Linked DNA regions of Zea mays: all the other regions are linked to region 1. The links are chromatin contacts, called in public Hi-C maps. All regions are on one chromosome and are shown on one strand. The core of a region is the stretch at or near the end of the contact, and the rest is flanking DNA. Distances in the headings are between cores, read along the strand shown.

Region 1 (2,738 bases), core at 103-2,602:
TTTTAAAAAAAGAGAGAATTTTTTTTATATATGACGTTCAAATCTTCACTCATTTCTTATATGGCATTCGAAATCATGAGTTTTCTTCGTTGCCATCGGTTTAAGTGTGGCACTGCCGAGGTCAATAGTTGTACAGTTCTAGAATGGCGTCCGTATTCATTTAAAATACCGATTTTTGCACTCTGCTTGGTAGTCCCCCATAATGGCGAGGCCTGAGAAGCCTACAGGGCCACAACGGCGCGGGATAGGAGCATTCGGCGTTACTTTGTTTTTTTTCTTGCAGCGATATGCGCACGCAAGTAAACGGATATTTTGACGGGATCTAACGGCAATGACAGCTAAAGGAACCGAAAATATAAAACCAGTGGGCAGCGGCATTGAGATGAGCTCATATTTTTAAATGGTACATAAGGAAAAAATAATAAGTTTTGGTGGTATATAAGAATTTTTCTCTTAAAAAAACCAGGCATGCGATTGGGATTCCTCCATCGGAACACGGTAGAATTCTCTCGTTTCGGGTGACCATTGGGAAGCGCGCCGCGCGCGCGAGCAGCTCCCAGTTGCCCTCCTTCCAAGCAACGGAGACGATTCCACTGGCCTCGCCAGGGAAACGCATCAATCAGGTCAAGCCCAGCTGGTAGGGCAAGGATAACCTCTCCCTTAAAATAATTAGTACCACTATAATGTTCGTATCACTCAAAGAATTTTAAATTTAACTAAATCTATATAAATTATTAGTATTACTTGTTTTTAAATAAATTTGTTGTAAAAATAAATTCAGCGAGCAATTTAAACAATACGAGTCATATACAATAAATAATAAACTTTTTATTTATTTGATCAAAAAGAATGTCGACTATTTTATAACAAAAGAAATACCAGTCCTGCCTCTTTTCTTTATTATTATTATTACTACTATTATTATTACTATTATTATTATTATTATTATTATTATTATTATTATCATTATCATTGCTATCACCACTTCTAAGCTCTAACTTGTTCCGTTCTGGTCTGGAAACAAGATTTTGAACCGGTCCGGCCGAAGAGAGGGATATTTAGGTAAACAAATACTATATAATACAAGTAGCCCAAGCTGTGAGATTAATGACGGTGCTTATGCAATAAACAAATACGCGCCACACAACCTCCGAGGCCACTTGTACGCAGCTCAGGCTCCGGCAGTGTTGAGTTGGGGGCCTCAGAAGAAGGCGCGCAGAAATTTCTCATCAGGTCGCCCGTCGGTGGGCGCGGGCACGTGACAGCGATACGCCCGGAGGCCAAGATAATCTTTGCATCGTTCTCGGTCTCGGTTCTGGAGAGTTTTATATGGCCGCGAGGTGTCAATTATTAATGGACTTCTCTCTCCCGCCCCTTCTCTCTTCGTGATGCTCCTCTGCTTGCCTTGCCCTGGTGTGGTGGTGTCTAGTCAAGTACGCTTCCGAATTAAAAGCGCTCTGGCCTGCAACCTGCTGTCTGCTCCGTCCTCCCACGGCCGGCCGCCTGCCCGCGTCTTCTTCGCCACCCCTCTTCTCCGGTCCCGCACCTGCATTTCTTGACCCCTTCCTCCACCGCAGCCAAACAATGTCTCCGGCGCCGAGTTCGCATCACTCGCAGATCAATTCGAGGTAACTAGCTGCGGCCGGGTTCGCCTGTGATCTCTGCACCTGCGCGGTTCGGTTTGGAAGGCGGCGCCTGATTTCGTCTTCTTTTTTTTTTTCTTTCTTGCGGGGAATCTTGGCAGGAAGGAGAAGCGGATGAGGAAGGTGGACACCTTCGCGCCGCACAACGATGGCCACCAATGGAGGAAGTACGGCGAGAAAAAGATCAACAACACCAACTTCCCCAGGTCCGGCCGGATTCTACATGTTTTGTTTGTTTTACTTTACCGGGGGGTGACAAATCTATCCTCGCCAGCGAAGAACCCGGCTTTTATTAGCCAGCCTCCTTTGACTTGAATGTTTGGTAACTTCCTCCCATTCTCCGCATCCACTATCGGCGGGTCGAATCCCAGCAAAAATGTTCGTTTTCACTCGCTCACAGGTTCTTGTCCCGCTGCAGGTATTACTACAGATGCACGTACAAGGACAACATGAACTGCCCGGCCACGAAGCAGGTGCAGCAGAAGGACCACAGCGACCCGCCATTGTACGCGGTCACGTACTACAACGACCACTCGTGCAACAGCGCGTTCCTCCCGCTCTCCCCCTCCGAGTTCCAGCTGCAGACCTCGTCCGGGAAGGCCGTCTCCATCTGCTTCGACTCCTCGTCCGGGACGGCGGCGGCGGCGGCCGCCACCACCAATGCCAGCGGCGGCTCGCCCTCTTCCAGCGCGGCGGCGGCGGCGGCGCGGCGAGGCACGCCGCCGGAAGTCAGCAACCCGCCCGTGCTGCGGCGGTCTGAGACGTACCCGTGGGGCGCCGGCGCCGTGGAGCAGAAGCCGGCGTCCTGCAGCACCGAGTACCACGACGCCTTCTCGGCTGGCGCCGCCGCCGTGCCGGAGGAGGTGGTAGATGCAGGCAGATTTGGATCTATCAGGTTCTTCCATTTTTTGTAAATTGATCACTCAGTGGAAGGAAGGCAATTGATGCCTTTACTTCGACAAACTAATATGATACAGTCATACAGATGTCTTCTTTTCTTCCTTCTTCTTTTTATTCCTTCATTACATGCCGAAGCTTACTACATATTCGCATGTTACTTTTGTTTTCTTGATTCGAAATCGAAATACCAATGCT
Region 2 (2,738 bases), core at 166-2,665, 440 kb before region 1:
CATGCATCATGGTACTGACAGAAAATGGATATAACAAGAAGCTAGCCAGTGCATGGTCTCAGAAAGGAATAGTGGACGGATACTGACCTGCTCAACCAATCTGTGCCTCTTAACCTTCTCCTTGTCAAGGATTTTGATAGCAACAGGTTCCCCGTTTTCAGTGTTCTTAGCAAACCGGACCTTGGCGAAGGTCCCTTCCCCAATGGTGCGCCCGAGCTCGTACTTGCCGACGCGGCGCTTCACCTTCGGTGACAATGCAGCCCTCTTAGCCCGATACATCTTCCGACAGATGAAGGTTACTGTGAACCTTCAGGCTATTCTCTTCCAACACCTACAGTTGTTCAGTGAACCAGCCGTTGCGTTAGTTGTAAAACTACCCATTCATGTTCACTAAGCTGTAGTTACCCCCAAAAAGAAGTTCATCAAGCTGTGGTTGGAAAAAGGAGAATAAAACACCAGAGAAGGGAGAGAGGCGAGATGATATCATGTGATAGGTGACCGCACTTATATTATCTGAGTCGGTAGTCGGTTACACACCCTTTTGAAAGGGAGAAAAAAAAGAGCACATGAGTTTCGTTTGACTGAATCTGGTGGAAATTTCTGGGTAAAGAAACAGCAAATGGGACAGGAGACAGTAAATATTAAAAAAAATTACTCTCTCGCAAAAACAAAAACAAAAAAACTAGTACGCGAGATGAAAATGATTTAAAAAATGACCGGACATCTCTCCAAAGCAGAATGATTCAATCCAGCTAGTGCAATATGAAAGGTAGGTGAGAGACACACGTTCCCACAGATGGCTGAGACTTGTGCAGGCAGCGCATAAAGTCGTATAGGCAGAGGCAGCGGCACCAAGAAGCTTATAGTACATATTAAACAGCCAGCACTTGGTGACCAACTGTTAACGGATCAATCATAACCCAGGACCGAAGAAAGGCGTTGTACAGATGCGCGTCTGTACTGCTGAAAGAAACAGCAAGAGGGGAGAAGAGCCTGGCGTCGAGGGAAAGGTCACACAAACATACACACATACAGACGAGCAGGGAACGGTAAGCCCGCCAAAGGGAAATGCACATCTCTCATCACAGGACAAGCGAAACGAAAAATGCCGCAACGACGAGCGGCCTTGCAGCCCCGAAACCAAAGCCCACGGTCCGGGAATTGCGTCTCGAAAGAGGCAGATGCAGAGTTCGTGCAGCGCACAGCCAGAGCCAGCACAAGAACCAGATTCGGGGCGGGCGGGCGGGCCGAGGCACTGGATGCTCTCACCTTCCAGCGCTGAGCCCGAGCGCAGGCTGATCGGCGGCTGCTGCGACTGCGAGGAGCTCCGTCCGACGGCTGGGGGAGAAGCGAAGCGAGTCTACCAGGTTGATTGGATTGGAGGACGAGGAGGGTGTGTTGTGTGCTCGACGGGGGGAGAGACGAGGGTGGTGGGGTGGCGCTATAAAGGAAGCGGTGGTGTGATGCGCTGTGGCCTGTGGGCAAAGACGGCCAGGGCCAGGGCCAGGGACAGGGACCCCGCCACCAAAAGTTTGTTTGGTTGCAATTGCACAGCGTTGGCCACTTCACGCGACCCTTTTCAGGCCCCAAGGGCTGCATGGCCATGGCCCTGCACTGTACTGTGAATACACCTTCTCCCGGTCTCATAAAATTAGATATACATATATACTTCGTATAATATATACTGCTATATATTGAACAATTGCGTTGCATCAGGGATAACTGTGAATACAATTTCATGGAACAAGAGTAACACAGATTAGCTTATTCATTTATTAGAGTCAGGGCCGCGCCCGCGGATGGGAGTTCCAACGACGGAAGAAGCGACACAGACATTCTCTACTCAAGTATATATATTATTATAAAACCTAACTTCCCTTGGACCAAATATTTTTTTCACTGTGCTCCTCCAGAAAAATATATAGTCTCACTTGCTATCATGTTGTTCAGTCAAACCAATTGCATGCAGGTGGAACAGGGACACTGGAATTTCATACGTTATAATGCAGCACAAGAGAAGCGGCTGCTGATCACACCCACCTGTGACTGACGGTGTGCGCCCTTCCTTGGGCTGGTGGTGCCCTGTCTGTGCACGTCTGCCGAATTAAAATATAAGCGAAGGGCAGGAGGAGTGGAGGACCAAACAGCGATGTACTGCCAATAAATCCGGTGGACCCTACTCCCAGTCCCAGCGTTGGGTTGTTGGCTTGGCTGCACCCTGACCCTGCACGGACTGAGTGAGCAATCACACAACACAACCACCAGGATTTCGGGACGTTCTCCTTTTTCTGCAAATGCTCAGAATGATCACTGCTGCGGTGTGTCGCCTCGGTCGGTTTTGTGTGTGTGTGTGTGTAGGACAGCCAGTCGATTGGTCGCTTTGATTGGATTGGACGGGGAGGAGGAGTTCGACTCCTTCTGGGGAAAAGGATTATTACGTGCGCCAACTGGATCGATCTGACCCGACACCCGAGCGAGCGTGGATGCTCCTCTTCCATCGGCGGCGGATATCCGACCAGTGTTCTGCTGAATGACAGCAAGCCAGTGCTAGCTAACATTCCAACTCTGGACTAATCGAGATCTAAAGAATCTAAAAAAATAGCAAGAAGATATATTAATCTGTATCCCCTCCGGATCTAAAGTTTATAGGTATTCTGAGGCATCCACTCTCTCTTTCCTTCTTGAGCACGTACAACCTCATTTGATATACGGGCATAAACGAACTATTTGACTTTCTA
Region 3 (2,738 bases), core at 120-2,619, 280 kb after region 1:
GCTATGAAAAAAACCTTTATGTGAGGAAAAAATATTTCATGAGTAAGCATGCCATGTCAACTAAATCGAGTGGATATTGTGAATTGTGAACTTTGAGTCTGTGAACTTGTGATCTTTATGAACTTGTTATATTGTGAACTTGTGATCTTTGTAAACTTTTTATATTATAAATTTGTGATCCTTGTGAACTTGTTATATCATGAATTGTGAACTTGTGGTATTTATGATCTTTTGTCAATTTTGTTTTATTGTGAAGTTTGATATGTTTACCGATCGTATTTTAGATTTCGACCGTTACCGGTGTATTTTCCGCACCGAACTTTCGTTTCCGATGTTTTCGAAATACCGATATCGTTTCCGTTTCCGGAGTTACCGTTTTCGATTTTGTTTCCGATAAAAAATATGAAAACGGTAATGGTTTTAGTGTTTACCGACTGTTTCCGACCGTTTTCATCCCTACTTGTGTGTACGTGCTAAGCGGAATCGGATCCTACAATCATGGCGCTATCGTGCCTTGACGATCCTTATGCTCAATGGTGTAGTTTTTTTCCCTGATGGCTGGACTCAAAAGAGGACTTGCATACCCTTGTGTGTTCCCAAGGAACATAATTGATTAACTTGGGTTTGCAAAGCGTTACGGCAATGTTTGTTTAGGACACAGCTACGGCGGCAAGGTTTATTGGAGGGAGCGGCTTGTCATGGCCCTACCATTTCCCAACCGTTGGCCGTTAGGCAAGAACGCTATCGTCACGACAACCCAGCTTAGCGTTGCCCAGACATCCCCATCACTCGCTCGGCCTACACACGAGCACAGACTAGAGATGGCAATGAGTACCCGCTACCCGAAACCCGGTGGGTTTTTGCTCTATTAGGGTATGGATTTGAGTCAATTTCTATATACATGGGTTTGTTAATGGGTTCAAATGGAAACCCAACGGGTACGTGGGCATGGGTTTGTTCTTCCACTACTCATACCCGCAAACCCATGGGTTTTTAAAACCCGCCTTAAAATCATCATTCCTTATAAATATGTCTCATAATATTATTAATTGAATATGTTCTAATTGAAATAAACTTCATGTAACAGATTTTAAGCTAAAATTAGTTATTACTTGTTCCTTTTATCCTAGCTTCTTAATGTATTAATTGTTATTTACATGATGAATTATTTTTTATGTTGATCTTAGTGGGTATGGGAAACCCGTTGGGTACCCGAAACCCGCATGGGTATGAGTTTGGGCAAAATTTTATATCCGTTATGGGTATGAGTTTTTTAGCGGGCGTATTTTTTCTTCGCGGGTATGGGTTTGGGCCAGTAATACCCAGCGGAGCACTGACGCACAAATGGACACACAGGCGCACGCTGAGCAGTGATCTCCCCATCCCTTCCCCACATGTCAAACAGAGCACAGACCACAGCCTCCTCCGGAAAGCAGGAATCCCAAGAAGCAGCGACGGCGACGGCGACGCCATGGCTCTACTAACGGCGCCACCCGCGGCGCTGGTCGTCCTCGCCGTGGCGGCGGCGCTGCTGGCCCTGCTGCCGCGAGGGAGCGCGCAGATATCAGCACCGCCGGCGGGCGCCCCCGCGCCGTCGTCGTCGCTGGACTGCGCGGGCGCGCTGCTGAACCTGACGCCGTGCCTGACGTACGTGGAGCGCCGCAGCGCGCTGACGCGCCCGGAGAAGGGCTGCTGCGGGGCGCTCGCGGCCGTCGTGGGCGGCGACGACGCCGCCTGCCTGTGCGCGCTCCTGGCCGGGAACGGCGTCCGCGTCGACACCGTGCGCGCGCTCGCGCTGCCCACCATCTGCCGCGTGGACGCGCCTCCGCCCAGGCTCTGCGCCGCGCTCGGCATGCCCGTCGCCGAGCCGCCGGGCGGAGCCGCCGCGGACGCGCCGATGGACTCAGGTACGTACTTACACTACACGGCGCGCTCTGGTCTGCCGGTTTTCGATAAGCTCGCGTTCTACAATGATGTGGGCTGCCTGCCTCTGCCTGGTGGGAATTAGCGACCGATTAATAAACAACTTTGAAGGCGTCGTAGGTACTCTAGGGAACTATCTTGTCAACTCTGCGTGATTTGCCTGCCTAGACTAGATTCTCTCGGGTACGGTACCTCAAAGCTTGCGATACTGTCTATTGGTTGTATTGTATTTGTAGGCGTAGCTAATAAAAACTACATTATATTGGCTGGATTGTATTTGTACGTCGTGAAACCTTGCGATACTGTGCACTGCTGCACTGGTAACAAAAGCAGTGGACTAATCAACCCCCTCCCCCACGCGCGCGCGTCCTGCCAAAGATGTCGGCACTGACAAGATCTCTCACCGCAGGGTCCGACGCGCCGTCGACCACACCGGCAACGGCGGCCGCGAACGGCGGTCCGGGGGCCTCGAGACGGCCGTACATGGTGGCTGCTCTCTCGCGCGGCTGTCTCGTCGTCATCCTCTCCACGCTGCTGCTGTAACTCTCGTAGGCGGCACGGCGCTCTCGGCACCACGCACCGTAGAGCTGCCGCGCATCTGTACAGGTGTAAATGTACACACGCGTTCCGCCGGTGATGGAATCAATTCGGGCGTCCCGTCCATGCCATCAACGTCCGTACCCAGTTGCTGTGAAAATGCCTTTTTGGCTGATCGCGGCGCCAGCCCCCAGCCGGCCCCGGACCCAGGCCAGGCAAACATCAAATCAGCACAGCGGCGATAGATGCGAACGTCCCGGCCGACAGCCGCAGGACGC

The links. A called contact is a pair of places that touch in the nucleus more often than the background predicts.
Region 2: a contact with region 1 is called in a Hi-C map of bundle sheath, with 2.9 times the contacts expected there. The contact joins the promoter of LOC100281467 here to the promoter of LOC100280812 in region 1. A contact is called at or near these places in 2 of 25 Hi-C or Micro-C datasets (bundle sheath and tassel).
Region 3: a contact with region 1 is called in a Hi-C map of ear, with 2.5 times the contacts expected there. The contact joins the promoter of LOC100281637 here to the promoter of LOC100280812 in region 1. A contact is called at or near these places in 2 of 25 Hi-C or Micro-C datasets (ear and tassel).

What each region holds. Positions count from the first base shown.
Region 1 is chr1:52,488,137-52,490,874 of Zm-B73-REFERENCE-NAM-5.0, forward strand. LOC100280812 (WRKY55 - superfamily of TFs having WRKY and zinc finger domains) reads left to right here and starts at 1,353. Exons shown (of 3, transcript NM_001411377.1): 1 at 1,353-1,628; 2 at 1,745-1,849; 3 at 2,062-2,736. The coding sequence starts at 1,585. The coding sequence ends at 2,557.
Region 2 is chr1:52,045,192-52,047,929 of Zm-B73-REFERENCE-NAM-5.0, forward strand. LOC100281467 reads right to left here and starts at 1,416. Exons shown (of 15, transcript NM_001154385.2): 1 at 1,270-1,416; 2 at 88-331. The coding sequence starts at 279.
Region 3 is chr1:52,766,265-52,769,002 of Zm-B73-REFERENCE-NAM-5.0, forward strand. LOC100281637 (lipid binding protein) reads left to right here and starts at 1,370. Exons shown (of 2, transcript NM_001154556.2): 1 at 1,370-1,907; 2 at 2,333-2,595. The coding sequence starts at 1,472. The coding sequence ends at 2,466.